Regions from separate parts of the Sus scrofa genome. Here all the other regions are linked to region 3. Evidence: chromatin contacts called from public HiChIP or PLAC-seq and promoter capture Hi-C data. All regions are on one chromosome and are shown on one strand. The core of a region is the stretch at or near the end of the contact, and the rest is flanking DNA. Distances in the headings are between cores, read along the strand shown.

The links. Promoter capture Hi-C pulls out the DNA fragments that hold promoters and counts their contacts. HiChIP or PLAC-seq counts read pairs in DNA pulled down with a chosen protein or histone mark.
Region 1: a promoter capture Hi-C map of fetal liver shows a contact between it and region 3, with 6 times the contacts expected there. The contact joins the promoter of SH3PXD2B here to the promoter of CREBRF in region 3. A contact is called at or near these places in 1 of 5 promoter capture datasets (fetal liver) and 1 of 2 datasets of contacts at active chromatin or transcription factors (alveolar macrophages).
Region 2: an H3K27ac HiChIP or PLAC-seq map of alveolar macrophages shows a contact between it and region 3. The contact joins the promoter of CPEB4 here to the promoter of CREBRF in region 3.

Annotation. Positions count from the first base shown.
Region 1 is chr16:51,731,729-51,734,428 of Sscrofa11.1, forward strand. SH3PXD2B (SH3 and PX domain-containing protein 2B) reads left to right here and starts at 1,442. Exons shown (of 14, transcript XM_021077089.1): 1 at 1,442-1,657. The coding sequence starts at 1,583.
Region 2 is chr16:50,497,778-50,500,477 of Sscrofa11.1, forward strand. CPEB4 (cytoplasmic polyadenylation element-binding protein 4) reads right to left here and starts at 1,309. Exons shown (of 8, transcript XM_005657625.3): 1 at 1-1,309. It overlaps LOC110257261, which reads right to left. Exons shown (of 2, transcript XM_021076837.1): 1 at 1,465-2,700; 2 at 317-1,309. The coding sequence starts at 1,759. The coding sequence ends at 1,113.
Region 3 is chr16:51,209,533-51,212,232 of Sscrofa11.1, forward strand. CREBRF (CREB3 regulatory factor) reads right to left here and starts at 1,274. Exons shown (of 9, transcript XM_013990647.2): 1 at 1,120-1,274.

The DNA of each region.
Region 1 (2,700 bases), core at 192-2,691, 520 kb after region 3:
ACCTCTCTCTCCTCCTGGCCTCAATCTCCTGCCAAGGACTCCCACTAACCAAGCCTCACCCGAAGCCAGAGGACAGGGAGCTCATCAGTGGCATCCTCATCGGCCAGCCTCCAGGGCCTGAGCAGGATGGTAAAACCTGGCAAGGAAGTCAGAGGGGCAAGGAGTTGGGCGGAGTCAAAATGAACTGGCACCAGACTCTCCAGTGGCTTGGCCAGAGCTGCTGACACGCATCCTGCCTGGATCACCACCACCACCACCCTCTTTCAAAGGCTCACCCTGGATTTAGGATGCGAAGAAGCTCTGGGCTCCTTCAGGCCTGGAGGGGAGCTGTGTGGTTTGCTGGAAGGAGCCCTGCTTACTCGTGTAAAACATTGGCCGGGGGCCTAAACCTCCTATCCATGCATTATGCGTACATTCATTCAGACATTTGTTCAGCCAGCATCTCCTGAAAATGACTCAGTGCCAAGCCAGGCCTCGGAGGCGCTGGATGAAGAAATGTGGAGCAGCCCAAGCCACCCTCTGCTTTAACTTGTGAAATATGCCTAGAGCCAGACACAGATGGGGTCCCGACACCAGCTCTGTGACTCTGGGGGCTACTCTCAGACACCTCCTCTGTAATATGGGTCTGCAACCCCCTCTTCTCCCCACAGCTGTCCTGACAATTCAGAGACCATGTCCCCCAAAGCAAGAGGCACTGCACCAGGCAGGGAGTAAGTGCTTCACGTTTGGGAGTCAATGGCCTTGTGAACAGGCATCCACTGCCCTTCACCCATTCACCACCCTCTCACCCTGTTTTGCTGCTATTGTCATTGTATTGTACTTGCATTTGTTGGGGTTTTTTTTTTGTTTGTTTGTTTGTTTTTCTCCCCCTCTCCCCATCTCTCAGACTGTAAGCCTAGGAGGAGAAGCTGCTGGCCTCTTGCACCTCCCGGAATCCCCATGGCTTGAGGCTGAGTTTACAAATGACAACATTTATAGTGGCTCTGACCTCACAGGCACTTAATCCTGAGGACAGCCCCGGTTGGTAGGCGTCAGCACTAGGCCCATTTTATAGATGAACAAACTGAGCTCAGAGAGGTTAAGCCACTTGCCCAAGGTCACAGAGTTGAATAGCGGCAGAGTTGGACTTTGAACCCAGGAGTTTGGCCGTCAAATCCAGCGCCCGACCGCGACTATCAGAAAGAGAGTGCGGGAATGAACCCACCAGGCCATCAGTGCTCGCACGGCGGATGCCCGCCTGTCCCCTCTCCTGGCCGCGGGGGCTCGCCGCTGGGACAAAGGCCCTGCGGAGGCCGGACGTGGGCCAGTCAGGTCCGCGCGCCGGGAGGCGGGAGTTGGGACCGGCCCTTTAAGGGGGGCGGGCCGGCGGCGCGGGGGGCGGGCCGGGGGCGGGCCGGAGGCGGGCGGCGGCGGCGGCGGCCGGGCCGGAGGGCGCGCGGAGCGAAGGGCGGCGGCGGCTGCAGCGGCTCGTGCTCGGCCCGGGTTCTGGATCGCGCTCGGCCCCCGGCTCCCGGTCCGCGTCAGCGCGCCCCCTGCATCCCGCGCCTCCAGCCCTCGCGCTCGGCCCCGCAGAGGAGCGGCCATGCCGCCGCGGCGCAGCATCGTGGAGGTGAAGGTACTGGACGTGCAGAAGCGGCGGGTGCCCAACAAGCATTATGTGAGTATCGCGCGGCCCCCACGCCCCCTCGAGCCGGTGCCCTGCTGGGGGCAACCGAGAGCCCCCCGGCTCTGAAAACTTCTGCCTCCTGCTCTTTCTCCCCCACCTCCCCTTCTCTCCCCGCCTCGGCCCTGCTGCTGAGCTGCCCGGGTCTTTCCCGGCTCCTCCCTCTCTCCCCCTCCCCTCCTCTCTTTTGCCCTGTTCCGCTCTTCCACCCGCTCCTCCCGCCTCGCCCCCACCTCGCCTCTTTGCCGCCCCTTCCCCTTGCTCCCTGTGTCCCCTACTCCCGTCCTGCCCTTCCCAAGTCTGGCCCCAGCCGGTGTAGGAAACAGACAGAAAGAGAGAGAGGCGCCAGTTCCCAGGCCGCCCGCCCTGTCCCTCCTTGTCCGGAGGCGCTCAGACCCGCAGTGCCCAGCCACAGGTAGCCCCACCAGGGATCGCCAAGTTGGTTCCCCCCTTTCGGAGGGGCCAGGCCGAGCGGTGAAGGTCTCTGCGAATGGATGCTTTGAGTGCCTGCAGCATGAAAAGGTGCACAAAAAACCCCGGAAAACAAAACCAGTCTCTGCTCCTTCTCTCCAGTAACTTCTGTTTTAAAATGTATTAAAGTTTTCTCCTGGTAGTTCCCTGGCAAAATAGGAATCGTGTTTAGTGCTGGCGACGACTTGAGAAAATGGGCGGGTAGCATCGTTTTGCGGATGGGAAAGCTGAGGCTCCAGGAGACTTCGGGTTCTGGAACAAGGCATTCGGTGTTCCCTGCCTCTGGAACGTGTGCCTGGGGCAGGTGGTGATCCCCTAGATGAGAAATGGTTTCCACGGCGTCTTGAAGCTGAATCTGTGGGTTCAGGGGGCCTCTCAGGGGCCCGAGCTTCTAGGTGGAGGGATAATGGGTCTGTGGGTTGGTGGACCCAGGGGAGGCCTTGGGGAGGCCTCTCTGGAGGAGGGAAGAGGGCTGTGGTGTCTCTGGTGGTGAGAAGGGGGCAGTGGCAGCGCCTAGCTGCAGAGAAGTTAAGCAGGAAGGAAAAAAGAGCAAGAGGGAGGGAAAA
Region 2 (2,700 bases), core at 59-2,558, 710 kb before region 3:
TGCCAAATTTAAGTTGCTTGTTTGAAATGCCTTATTTTTAGCTAGCTCAAAGATCGCAGCTTATCACCCTAAATAGTTCAGATTTGGAATTCTGGTTTCTGAAACAAACAACAAACCCTAAAGAAAAATCTTAAAACATTGACATGAATCCAGCTGGGCTTATTTCTAGGAGGGAATAAAAATGAAGAGGGTAAAAAATCAAGTCTTTGGTTAGTAAAATAGGCGCTTTCTTTTTCCAAAGGAAAACGTACATGAATGACAAAAACACAGCTTCTCAAGCATCTATGAATGTAGAAGAATAAGCATTGCGCAGAGTAAAAATATATATATATATAATTTAACAATCACATATGGGCTTCTTCAGCAGTTTAGATTCACTCACATTAAAAATTAGAATAGGGCTAAAGGGAGAATACGTTCTTTTTCTTGGCAGCTTAGTTAAAAAAATCAGGAATAATTTAAGAACATTATATATTATATTTTATATATATAGATTATATTAGGTTATCTAGGGTGGGAGGCGAAATCAGCATTGACTAATGGAAAAATGATTGCAGGGAGGTTTCTGCTGTTCCTGGTCCTGTTTCTGCTCTTTCACGGGGTGCAGTTTTGGCCTCTGGGGCTGTTCCTGAAGCTCTGGGTGCAGGTCTTGCTGCGGGCGCTGTTCCTGGGCTCCCCCTGGCCTCCTCTCCCCCATGAAATGGGCTGGAAACACCCGTTTCTCCCACTCGAGGGTGTCGCGATCAGGAGGGATTAGCGAGACTCGACGAGGACGAGCTGGCGGCCCGGGGGTGCGGCGACCAAGGGGGCGACCTGGAAGGTCCTGCGGTTTCGGCCTCTTCCCCTCTCTGCGGCTCCGGGTTTTTTTTCCCTCATGGGACCCAGGGGCGGTTTGTTCAGTTCTCTCAGTTCGATTCTCCGCAGCGAGGGGGGTGGGGGGGGACAGGGAAAAAAAGGAAAAACCCACCAGCGCAGTTATTCCAAAAGAGAAGGACCTCCCCCCCCTTTGCTCTCTCTTTCCCCCCCCCAGATTTTTTCAAAAACTATAATTTAGAAGGCTTTTGTTTCTCCTCACGGTTGTGTGGGCCGTCGTCGTCGCCGCCGCGGTCGCTTTACCCCGGTCCCGAAGTCCCCGCTGTCGTTGTTGTGGACTCCGCCTGGCTCCTCTTCCTCTCTCCTTCTTCCTCCTCTTCCTCCTCTGCTGCCGCCGCTACTGCCGCCGCCGCCGCCACCGCCTCCCGGTGCCCGGGTCCCGCAGCCGCGGCTGAGTCCTTCTCCTCAGGACCGAGCCGAGCGAAATGACAACCAGCTGGAAAGACCGAGAGACACTTCCGGTTCGAAAAGGGAGGGGTGGGTTAGGGCATACGCCCCCGCCCACCTGACGAAAGGCCAATCAGCTGTTGGAATTCAGATAAGGCCACGCCCCCCGACTCACGTCCCCTCCCAGGAAGGTCGAAAAGTTACCTAGAGAGACGCCCCTTCCGTCTGCGCCTCGCCTAGTGAGGCTGGGCTCCTGGAACCGGGTCCCCCACCCAGAGTGAGCGCAGCAGGTCGCCATCTTTAGTATGGGCAGAGGACTCCTGCGCGGTTTATCTCGTCTAGCCATGCTCTGCTGGAAAGGCATATAAGGACGCGCGGAAGAGAACGGATTCCTCCAGCACCACGAGAAAGAGTTCAGACGTGGGAGATCCGAGTGGCGACCCATAAAACTGCGGACGAACGTGAGGACTGCCCAGAATAAATGTGGTTCCCCAGGCATCACGTACCTTGGTCGGAGCTCCGCCCCAGAGGGATCTGGAAGGGGAGGCGATTCTTCCCAGCGGCTGTGAGGTTCCTAGAACTGCGTACGTCCTTGTCCTGAATATAGACTCTTCCTTCACCTTCCATTCCCCTATCCCCACTCCTCTTGCTTGGTTTAGGCTCCCGTCTGGTGCAGTCTCAGGCACAAAGATACAGCCGCTGTCGGCGTCCTTGGCTGAGCCCTCATCCCCATCTGGCTCTAGTTCACCCTACCGGTTTACCAGAGGGAGATGTACAAAACGAAAATCTTTATTATGGACCTCACCTGCTCAGATCTCTCTTCAGCTGCCCACTACCTCCTTGGAAAAAACCAAACTTTTTAGCCTAGTAGTCAAAGATTTTCCACTCTGTGAGCAGTATATCTTAACACCTCATCTCCAAACGCCCCACACCAAGCTGCTCTAACTCTTCTCAGTGCCTTTTAAACCTTCCATTTCCTTTCTTCTCCACCTGGTAAGCTCCTATTTAGTTTTAGGAATCGGCTCAAAAGCTACCAACTCTGTCTTCTAAATTCCCTCTTATCAACATCCATGGCCCTGTGTATGTCTCATGCTTGTTTATCCCCTATTTTAATGGTTGCTTATGTCTCTTGGGCCTGTGGTCAACTGTGGCCTCTTTGAGGAGGGCACCTTGTAGACAGGAGTCATGAATGAATGAATGCTGAAGAAACTAGCGGAAAAACTAACCACAATGAAATCTTTCCTGAATTGCAGTCCCCTTTCCAAGTCTGAATTATTTCATTGTTTAGGCCATTTGTTTTGGACCTCACATCTCTCAAACTTTCATCATTTAGGTTATTTGCTGCACAAGGATTCCATGTCTTGTTCATATTTGTGCATTCCCATGGCTATGACCACCCTCAGGACCTAGGGTAATAATGCATTGCTCTCAGTGCAGGTT
Region 3 (2,700 bases), core at 24-2,523:
GCCGGGTTTGTCAGGAAGCGTAAGGCCGAGAAAGAGGGAGAATCCAGAGACTGAGCTGCATCTGGTCCCAGGAACCACCCCCAAGGGGCGGCTAGACTGCCCTCGGTACTTCCCTGCCGCCTCGGCTCGGGTGGGGAAAGCGGTGGGTCGGGGTCAGGCTCCCCTGAGCTACTTCCTGGTCGGATCAGACTCGCCTTCGGACACCCGAAACGCCCCCGGCCCGGCTCCCTCGCCCTTTGCCCTGTCTCCTCCCATCTCTGTGACCCACCGCCACCGGTCCCCTCCCATCTAACATGGCCGCCCCACCCGGCCCACCCCCGGCACAGCCTAACAAATTGGGGAGCCCGCAGCACCGCCTCCCCCATGCCCATTGGTGCGGCCGCCTCCGTCCGCATGCCCGATTGGATAGCACGTGCTGCCACTCGGCGCCGAAAGCTCCGCCTCCAAGCCGCTTCAAGCTGCTTTGAGAAGACATATAAACAAATCCCGGGAGGGAGGCCCCTCTAGCGCGTCGCCGGGGCGGGGAAGAGAAGGGGGAGCGGCTACCCCGAGACACCCCTGCCTGGACCCCACCCCCACCCCCAGCCCGCGCCTCTTCGTCTCCCCTGCCAGCCTGGTTCCAAGCTTCGTGGCCCCGGCCCTTCCTCACACGCCCCTCTCTCTCTCCTCCTCCCCCGCCAGCCTCGCCTCCCCTCCCTTCCCCGGCCCCTCCCACCCGCTCGCTTCTCTGACAGGCCGGTTGCCGGCAGCCACGGCCCCAGGCTCCGAGGCAGGGGTGAAGGGCCGAGCGGCCTGGCAGGGCGGACGCCCGGCACTGCCCACTCCTGGCCTAGCCTGTCTCCCGCCCATGGGTCCCTCTACTGCCGCCCCGCGCTTTTATATAACCGTCCCGGGCCGGGGGTGGGGGAGGGGAGCCAGAGCCCCCGTGACCGGCAGGCGGCAGCCTGAGGCCCGCGCGCCGCCAGACTCGGCCTTGGTCCCGGCCCCCGCCCCGCGCCGGCCGGGCCCAGAGACCCGGCGCTGTCGCGTCCTAGGCCAGCGGTCCTCCTCCGCCCCCCACCCGGCTCGTCCCTCAGCCCAGGTCCCAGCGGGCTCTGGGCGGCGGGCAGCGGAGCTCACCTGTGGATGTGGGGGCGGCTCAGGGGCTGGGTCCGGTTCCGCTGCAGGGGCCGCGGCCCCTCTCCATGCTGCCTCGGGTTTGTTTTGTTTATGTCCTTCCTGACGGGTTCCCGGAAATCGCGTGACTCGCCCCCCTCACGTGGGCCGCGGCGAGGAGGAGGAGGGAGGCGGGGGCCCGCCGGCCTTGGGCCAATCGCGAGGCGTTCTGCAGCCGGGCCAATCAGGAGCTCGGTCCGGCAGGGCACCTCTGTCACATGACGCCGGAGGGGCGGGTTGCCGGGAAAAACCAGGAAGAGGGGGCGGAGCTGGGGCTCGGCGCCCGCCAGTGTAGCGTAGGCGTGGGCTGTCTCGGATACCGAGCTACACTCATGTTCGTGGGGGATGTTGGTTTACAAATGCTTTCACGTCCAGCATTTTATCTAATCTCACAACTGCGCGGCGAGGCCTAAAGTGCCCATATGCCCATTTTACAGTTTACTGAAACGTGAAAGGAGCTACGAAAACAGAGCGTTAACTTAGAAAGGAGAATGTATCTACTTTCTGTTTTATGAATGTTCTCCACGTCTGAACCTCCTAGTTCTCTTACAGACTGATCTTGCCTTGAGTTGTTCGTTCGTTCTTTCAACTAATACTTATTGTGCACGTATGTTCCAGACCCTGGAATTAACCAGATTTCATGCACCTTTAATGGTGCGATCCATACACAACCAAACAGAATGCTGGTAGAACCACCTATACAAACAAGCCTTCGTAACACGTGGACTTGAGTGATTGTGTGTGTGTGGTCCCTGATTCTATAAATAATAACATTCAGTGGTAATATAGCAATTTTTCATAAATTAAGGCTCAGAGAGGTTAAATTACTCGCTCAAGGTCGGGCAATTTGTAAATGATCCAGTTGGGACTAGAACGCAGGTCTGTCATCACAGCCTATGCTTCCAGATTGCTCTTTATACGTCTTAAGAGCACAAAATTTATCTTCTGAGCACAGAACAGAAATCTAATTTTAGTAAGCATAAAGGAGTACTGGGGAACAGAAATGCTTGTCCAGATTCCTTTAGATACCAGTTTTGTCTTAGGAGTTCTCAAATTGCCTTTGAAAAAGTGGCTCCTCTTTGCACAGATAGGGATAAGTAGTAATGTCAAAACCACGGACTTTTGAACCAGAAAGACTTTTATAGGTCCTAAGTTTCAAGAGCACAAGGGCTAGCCCATGTTGTGTATTTTTTGTTTGTTTGTTTTTCACGCCCACGGCATGTGGAAGTTCCCTCACAAGGGATCGAACTGCCCCAACCCCCCCCCGCCCCCCACCGGCTGCTGCAATGACATTGCTGAATCTTTAACTTTCTGTGCCACAAGGGAACTCCTAGCTGGCATTGTTTACCCTCTTTCACGCCTGCCACACAGGCAGTCATTGAATACTGGTTGAATAGCAACGTGGATTTGAATCCTTGCTCTATCAATGTGTGAACTAGCACACATTATTTAACCTTTGTGAGGCTCCTCACAAAGGTTTAACCCTCATGTGGTGGATGTGAGAAGTGAGTGAAAAAATTCGTATAAAGTATTAACCACAGTGCT